2 separate regions of the Anser cygnoides genome follow, and region 1 is linked to region 2. A link is a contact called in public Hi-C data. All regions are on one chromosome and are shown on one strand. Each heading gives the region's core, a stretch centred on a gene start, on an enhancer-like site or on the middle of the called end of the contact. The rest is flanking DNA. Distances are from core to core; before and after follow the strand shown. Region 1 holds the start of ABCC5 (ATP binding cassette subfamily C member 5). Region 2 holds the start of C9H2orf72 (chromosome 9 C2orf72 homolog).

Region 1 (3,761 bases), core at 347-2,846, 780 kb before region 2:
GACGCTCTCTGCTCCTCTCTCCCAACACATTTTTCAACCGTTTTCGCACAACGGAGGTTCCCGTTCTTCTTTCCACGTAGGCACAGGATGCAGAGCCCTCGGGTTCAGCTCAAAACCAGCCGCCTCCAGAAGCGGCTCTGACCTCCTCGGCCCAGGGGCTGCCGGCTGCTGGGTCTTCTGCTGGGAACGATTCCAGGTCAAAGCCCTGAAATACAGCACAAGTGATTCACCTTGGAGCTTCAACAGGGTTTTTATTCTCTTCGCCGTTCTCACTTCGTCTTTTCTGCTAGTGCTGTTTGACAGCACCACTCAGTACCTGCGTGCTTATTTACCTCCACGTGCCGGGGCGGCTGATGCAGACAACGGTCTACTTAATGAGCATTCAGAGCCTTACTCTAAATCTTCTCCTACCTTACTCTAAATCTCCTCCTGCCTTAAAACCCCTTTGCTGGGACGTAGCATTTATAAAGCTCGAAGTGCACCTCGCAGCTTTTCCGCCAGTAAAATCCCAGCCAAACCAAGGTGAAATGGCATAAACGCGAGCGCTGGGGCACCAGCCGCAGGAAGATGCAATGGCCACGTGTGCTCGCGGCTGCTGTGCCTCTGCTCCCGTCCCAAAGCAGCAGGGCACCCGCAGCACGGCTGACTCCCATTTTTGCCGGAATCGGGGCAGGAGCTCCGCCGAAGCGGCCCTGGCAAGCCTCCCTGCCAGGCGAGCAGCGACTGCGGCGCAAACAGGCGCTTGTTACATAAACCACTTAAGGGAGGCATCGGCCAAAGCCGGCTGCTGGAAGGAGGATGTCAGATGAGGACAGGGTATTGAAGCAGACAACCCGAGCTGCTGCTGCTGAGGTTATTTACAGCCTTTCGGCAGGGGAGAGCGCGACACGGCCGCTTCCCCCGCTGCACGGCTGTAAATAACCTCACCAGCAGCAGCAGGTGACAATGCTGGTGCAAACCAACACCGGGGCAGCGCCCTGCGGCGAAACCTGCGTGGGGGGAACAGGGAGCCACCGCCACCACCCCGCAGCACCGCACCGCGGCCCCAGGCTCTGCGGGGGGACCTCCTTCCCAAACCACGCCGCCATCCGTCCCCCCCGCTCCACGCAGCGCGCGGTACCGCACTGCGTAGCATTGCGTTGCGTTGCACCGAGTTGCTCTGCGCACTGCGTTGCATTGCACACGCACGCATTGCATTGCACACACACACACACACACACATTGCACAAGCAAACATTGCATTGCACACGTGCATTGCACTATTGCGTTGCACACTTGCATTGGATCGCACATTCGCGTTGCATCGCACACGTGCAGTGCAGACTTGCAGTGCGCACGTGCATTGCATTGCATTGCACACTCGCATTGCACACTTGCACGCCTGCAGCCCCTCGGCGCGCGCCCCACCCGCCGCCCGCCGGCGAACGTTCCAGACCCCCCACGCTGCGGCACCAGCGGCGGGAGGCCGGGCTGCCGAAATGGAGGCAGCCCCCCCTCCCCGCCGGGGAGCATTCTGGGAAATGTAGTCCCCCGCCCTCTCCCCTCCCTCACGCCGCTGGGAGGTGGGCGCGGCGGGAAGGACTACACATCCCATGGGGCTCCGCGAGGGAGCTGCCTCCTCACTCCCCCCTCCCACCCCCCCCTTCTCGCCGCTCATGCGCCCTGGAGACGCCGGAACCGCTATAAGGGATGTGGTTGGGCTCCGCGGGCGCGGAGGGGCAGAGCTGCGGCGGGGGCAGGCGGCGGGCGGAGGTGAGGGGGGGGGAAAAGGGCCGGCACGGGGACTCCTCTGTGGGGCCGGGGGGGTCGCCGGTAGGGCCCGTCCTGTGAGGGGGGCGGCTGGGCAGGGTCCCCCTCGCACCCCTGAGGGGCTGGGGGTGGTCTCCGTGCCGGTTTTCCTGTCAGCTTCTGCCCCCCGGGAGGGCTGAGGGGTGCCCGCAGCGCCGCTGAGGTGGCTGCTCCCTGTGAGTGTCCGTGCCGAGCCCCAGCTCGGAGCCTCCTCGCACGGGCTGTTTGTCTCCACGGAGCGCAGGGTGACCGCCTGAGGTGGTGGGGGTCTGCTTGGCAGGGCTCTGCGCTGCTAAGCTCCTGGGTCTGTGCAGTTTTGGGCCTTTTTCAGGGAATTTCAGGGATTTTGGGGGATTTTCAGGGAAAACTTGGTCTTCTGAGACTAGTCCCTTAATATTTTACCTAAATACTGCAGTTATGGTTATGCATTTTGACATTCTAAATGAATATTTCACTGCTCTAAGCAGGGAAATAAGCTAATGCTCCGTTAGAGTCACTGTACTCTTTATCCACCTCAGGGTATGTTTAAACTAGTTCAGAAGAAGCTGGTCTTGCGTGGGCTCTCAAAGTCACATTATTAGTTCTATTTTTAACAAAGCTCCTTTGCAGTTGTTTCCTGACTTTATCTAAGCTTTAAAAGCAGTTGAGTAAAAGTAACTAGTGTGTTGGGCATGGCATGTAATGAAGTTGAATTTGGTTCTTTTCAGATTATTGAGGCGCAAATCCACGTGTAAACCCTGGCGTTTACAGAAGATGAAAGACATCGACATAGGAAAAGAGTACATTATACCCAGTCCTGGGTATAGGAGCGTGAGGGAGAGAGCCGACTCGGTGCAGCATGAAGAACAGGAAGGGTCAAAATTTCAGCATGCTAAACATAAGGTCAGTTTATTTTGTCATTGTTTTGCTGTCCGTGCTCATTAAATTACATGCAGCAGCCTTTTTGCTGTGCCAGCTCAGCATAGATTTACTACCTTGAAGGTCAATAATGAATATTCTCATTGGTGTGGGAGAGGTCATTTCAAGGCGTAGCGTAGCTAGCTACCTTAGTAACAAATTTGAGCGCTTATTAAACATTTTTAACTTAAACGTCACCTGACTAAAAGCAAAATACACTTTTCCTACTATTCAAATTTCAGTTTGAATCCAGATATTGTAAGCTGTTGTAGTTAAGAGAATCATTATAACCACGTAAGAACAGTGAAGAGCTCAGCACAAATCACACACTATTCAGTGTTGGCAGCTGAAAAAATTCTTAATCATGCCATGTTTTTCTCAAGGATTATTTCTGAGACAGATGTCTAGCTTGCTCTAGATGCAAGATCCTTACTTTTTCCATCTGGATGGAAGTAATCTGTATTGAATACTGTTTTTTATGCATCTGTACATTTTATGTGGTGTGGTACAGTCATAATTACTTTCTGTAATTTAAGAGCTTGATCTTGAAATAACTACTGGCTTACAGCTTGTATGTTGTTCTCAACATCTAATTTTTAAAGCTTGTTCCCACTGAAAGAGTGCATGCATTAGAACTTAAGTGCTGTAGGGCAAATAGATGTTCAGATAAATGGAAACACCCACACAAATGGTGAAAGATATGGTCTGGAACTAAGAACCCATACTGGTTAAAGAAGATTAAAAATAAAGAAGATTAGTAATATTAGCTGGTCTGAATACTTGTACTGGAATATTTTCTTGCGTGTCCTGTTCCTAACCTTTCCAAAAACCACTAAAATACTAATGTAGAACTGTCTGAAGCCAAGGTCAATACTGCCTGCCTGGCTTTTTTTGCAATGACGAGGTGCTTGCAAAATACTTCCTGGGCATTTCGTATGGATTACCTGTGACAGCCCCAGTCTGTGAGGATTGGAAATGGGGGAACTTGTCATATTTATATGGAAGAACTGTGAAGACTTTTTTTAAAAGGCTTGTGTTTTGCTGCATTATACTGGGCACTGAGACAGAATTTACTT
Region 2 (3,387 bases), core at 706-3,205:
CAGCTGCACGGAGCACAAATCCACAGCCAGTCACAAAGACACATGTTTTGAGGCAAGTGCCAGCCGTGCAAAGGTGGAAAAAGGTGACACGCAGGGATAGTTTTCTGCCTCTGCAGCTGCTGTCCCACCAGAGCAGAACTGGAGGGTGCACTGGCATCCGCGAGATCACCAGAAGGAATTCTTGCAGCAGGAACAATGTGAGGAAAGCAAAAGCCTTCGGAAGGAGGGAAGATGGAAAGGGGGACACGCCTGCCTCAGCGCAAAGGGTTGGCAGAAGACAGCCCCACACCCTCCAGGGGGGATGCAGCGGGTCCCAGGGGGATGCAGTGGGTCCCACTGGTCTCAAAACCCCTCAGCATTCAGATCCAGGATCCTGAGCTGAACCGGTGGAAGAAGCCCCTGAGCTGCAGCCGGCTGTCCCTGTGTCCCTGGGGTCACAGAGGAGCTGTCCCCGTGGAGCTGCAGAGCACCGCTGGGACCCCTCAGGGGCAGGGCCCAGAAAGAGCAGAACGCCGGAGCGCCTGGACTTGAAGCGGAGCAAGAGAAAAGTGGGAAAAATTAAAGGAGGAAGAAAGGGGAACAACCCAAGACAAGCAGTGCCTAAGATTAATGTGAGCCTGTATTTTTTTGTGTGGCTGCCGTGGGGCAGAGCCTGCCCAGCTGCCCAGCGCCCTGTGCCTGCACACAAACACGCCTCGCCTCTCGCCTCGAGGCCCCGGTGACACCCAGCTTTCATCCTGCCACCCTCACGGTGCTCACACTGGCCACCAACAGCATGTGGTTTGACACCCAAACGCCCACTTGTTCTGACTCATTCCGTGAAGCCGACACGAGCACTTTCCTCCCGCAGGACCTGCGGCACGGGCTGCGCCCCGAGCCCCCGTCCCCTGGACGTAAGCACGGTGTGCCACCACGTCACAGCTGCCACGTGCCACATCCCTGCCATCCAAGCGCTGCTTCGGCGCTTCCCAACCTTCCCTGGCTGCCAGGGCTGAGATTCCCACCGGGAAGGGGCAGATCCCACCGGGAAGGCTCAGACTCCACCAGCACGGAGCCGATCCCTTTGGGAACAGCCAGATCTCCCTGGAGAGGGGCAGAGGCTCCGCAACGGCGCAGCTCCCGTGGCGGAGAGCCGGGTCCAGCCGAGGAGGGATTGATCCCACCGGCCAGCGGAGCAAATCCCATTGCAGAAGGCCAAATCCCATTGAGAAGCAGCACTTCTCCTTGGGATGGGCTCCCATCGGGATGGCACAGACCCCACGGGGAAGCACCACGCGGCTCCCTGACCCACCCGGGCGGGATGCCCACCCTGTGCCCGGTACCCCCGGTACCTGCGGGGTGCTGCAGGGCCGCTCGCAGAGCTCGGCAGGCTGCGGCACGGCACTCTCGGAGGGCTGCGGGGCTGCCGGGGCTGTAGCGAGCCCCCTGCACGGTTCCCGGGGCCGGGAAGTGGCGGCGGAGGGTGGCGTCCAGCACGGCCGCGTCCTCCCCGTCCCCCCCGGGCAGGAGGACACCGACGACGGCGGCGGGCGGCGGCCCCGGGGGGAGGCGGCCCCGCACGTCCCGCACCACCTCCCGCAGCCGTGCCCGGTTCCCTCGGCCCCTCGCCGCCCCGCCGCGGCACAGCACCAGCAGCAGCCCCGCCGCCAGCGCCCGCCGCCCTCCGCCGCCCCGCGACCGGCACCGGGAGCGGGAGGGGCAGCCCGGTATCGGTCCCGGTGTCGGTCCCGGTGCCGGAGGAGCCTCGTCTCCCAGCAAGTCTCGGGCGAACGAGGCCAAGGCGGAGGCCGCCGGAGCTCCCTCGGCCACCTCGGCCACCAGCAGCACCGCCCGCCGCCCGCCCGCCCGCTCCACCAGCGCCCGCAGCTCCCGCAGCTCCTCCGCAGCCTCCATCCTCCGCAGCCTCCTCCGCAGCCTCCGCCGAGCCCGGCCCGCAGCAGCGCACCGCCCCCCGGCCCGCCTCCCGGCACCGGGCCCGGAGCTCCGCAAGGGGCTGGCCCCATCCCAACCCCATCCCTTCCCACCCCAACCGGCCCCAAAGCATCCCCCCGGTCCCATCCCCCCCCCCCCCCCGGTGCGCCGAGGCCCCCGGCGAACTCGGGAGGTGCTGGAAGGCAGGTGAGAGAAGGTGGGAAGGGGTAGAGGAGGATGTGAGGGTCGCGAAGGGGGCGTGCATGAGGCACCGTGACTGCACGCCCCACGGGTGTAATGTGCACCCCCAGTGTGTGACACGCTGTGACACGGGGTGGCGGTGGGGTGGCCTCCGTGGGCACCTCGGGCTGTAGCCCACAGCTGGCTGTGCTATAACCGCGATAACACCACGCCGTGGGGAATAGCTAGCACCCCAAGGGCCATACCCACCCCACGGCTCACAGGTTCCCCAATTCCTGCACGAGCGCAAAGCCCCAGAAGCACCACAAAGCCAAGCTGCGTCCCCACCCCACACGCTGCACCTCGGGGTCCCTTCCCACGCAATCCCCCTTCGCTCCCCCTCTGCAAACACCGCATCCCCCCCCCAGCACAAACACAGCCCCTCAGCCCCACCGGCCCTGGGACACGTCCCATGGGAGCACAGGATGTTTGCAGGGGTAAGTGCGGGGCTATAATTAGGATTTCAGTGCTGGCACGTGTTTAACAGCCCTGGCACAGGGAAGAGGCCACGAGCGAGCTCTGCCAGCCGACAGTGAATGAACGCCACATGAGGGCCAGTGCAGTGCCCAGCCCCGGCGTTGGCACGCCTGGAGGTGAACCAGGAAGCTCTTACCCGCAGCACACGCGGTTAACACTTTCCCTATTCCGTGTCATAAACAGGTCCCAGACTCCCCCCAAACATTTAATAGCTCCCAGTTTGATAGGGAACGAATGGCTCAGAGGTGCCAGCGGCAGGCAGCTGCCCTTGCAGAGCACCTCTGTGGGACACGGAGGTCTCAGAGCGCCGAGGATGAAAGCAGAGCAGAAATCCATGCACCCACCCAGCCACCTGGGGTCTGTGATTGCCAAGAGGTGCCCCTAAGGTGGCAGAGCCAGCGTGCCCGCTCCCTGACTTTCCCCTTGGCCACCAGCAGCTCCTCAGTCACAGCCGAGGTGGGGCAGCTCAGGGAGGTCGCTGTGTGCCACCAGTTTTAAGCCAGGAAAATGCGTGGTCCAGCTACAACGGGCTTAGCAAACGCTGCCCCACGCCAGCACCGTGGGGCTGGACAGCCTGGGCAAGGGTTTCAGAGAGTTTCTGCCCTAGCTCTTAGTAAAAGTAACTTACTCATTGACTAGTGCTGATAACCAGGTTGGGGGAGATAAACCAGGAGGATTAGGGCCCTCTTCCAAAGATCAGGGTCTGTTGTTGCAAGAGGCTACGGTCCCGCGCCAGCGTGGGGATCCTGAGAGCAGATG

What was found. A called contact is a pair of places that touch in the nucleus more often than the background predicts.
Region 1: a Hi-C map of liver shows a contact between it and region 2, with 7 times the contacts expected there. The contact joins the promoter of ABCC5 here to the promoter of C9H2orf72 in region 2. A contact is called at or near these places in 2 of 7 Hi-C or Micro-C datasets (both in liver).

Annotation. Positions count from the first base shown.
Region 1 is chr9:17,518,961-17,522,721 of Taihu_goose_T2T_genome, reverse strand. ABCC5 (ATP binding cassette subfamily C member 5) reads left to right here and starts at 1,596. Exons shown (of 40, transcript XM_048076749.2): 1 at 1,596-1,752; 2 at 2,496-2,670. The coding sequence starts at 2,542.
Region 2 is chr9:16,743,831-16,747,217 of Taihu_goose_T2T_genome, reverse strand. It overlaps C9H2orf72 (chromosome 9 C2orf72 homolog), which reads right to left and starts at 1,955. Exons shown (of 3, transcript XM_048076852.2): 1 at 1,332-1,955. The coding sequence starts at 1,893.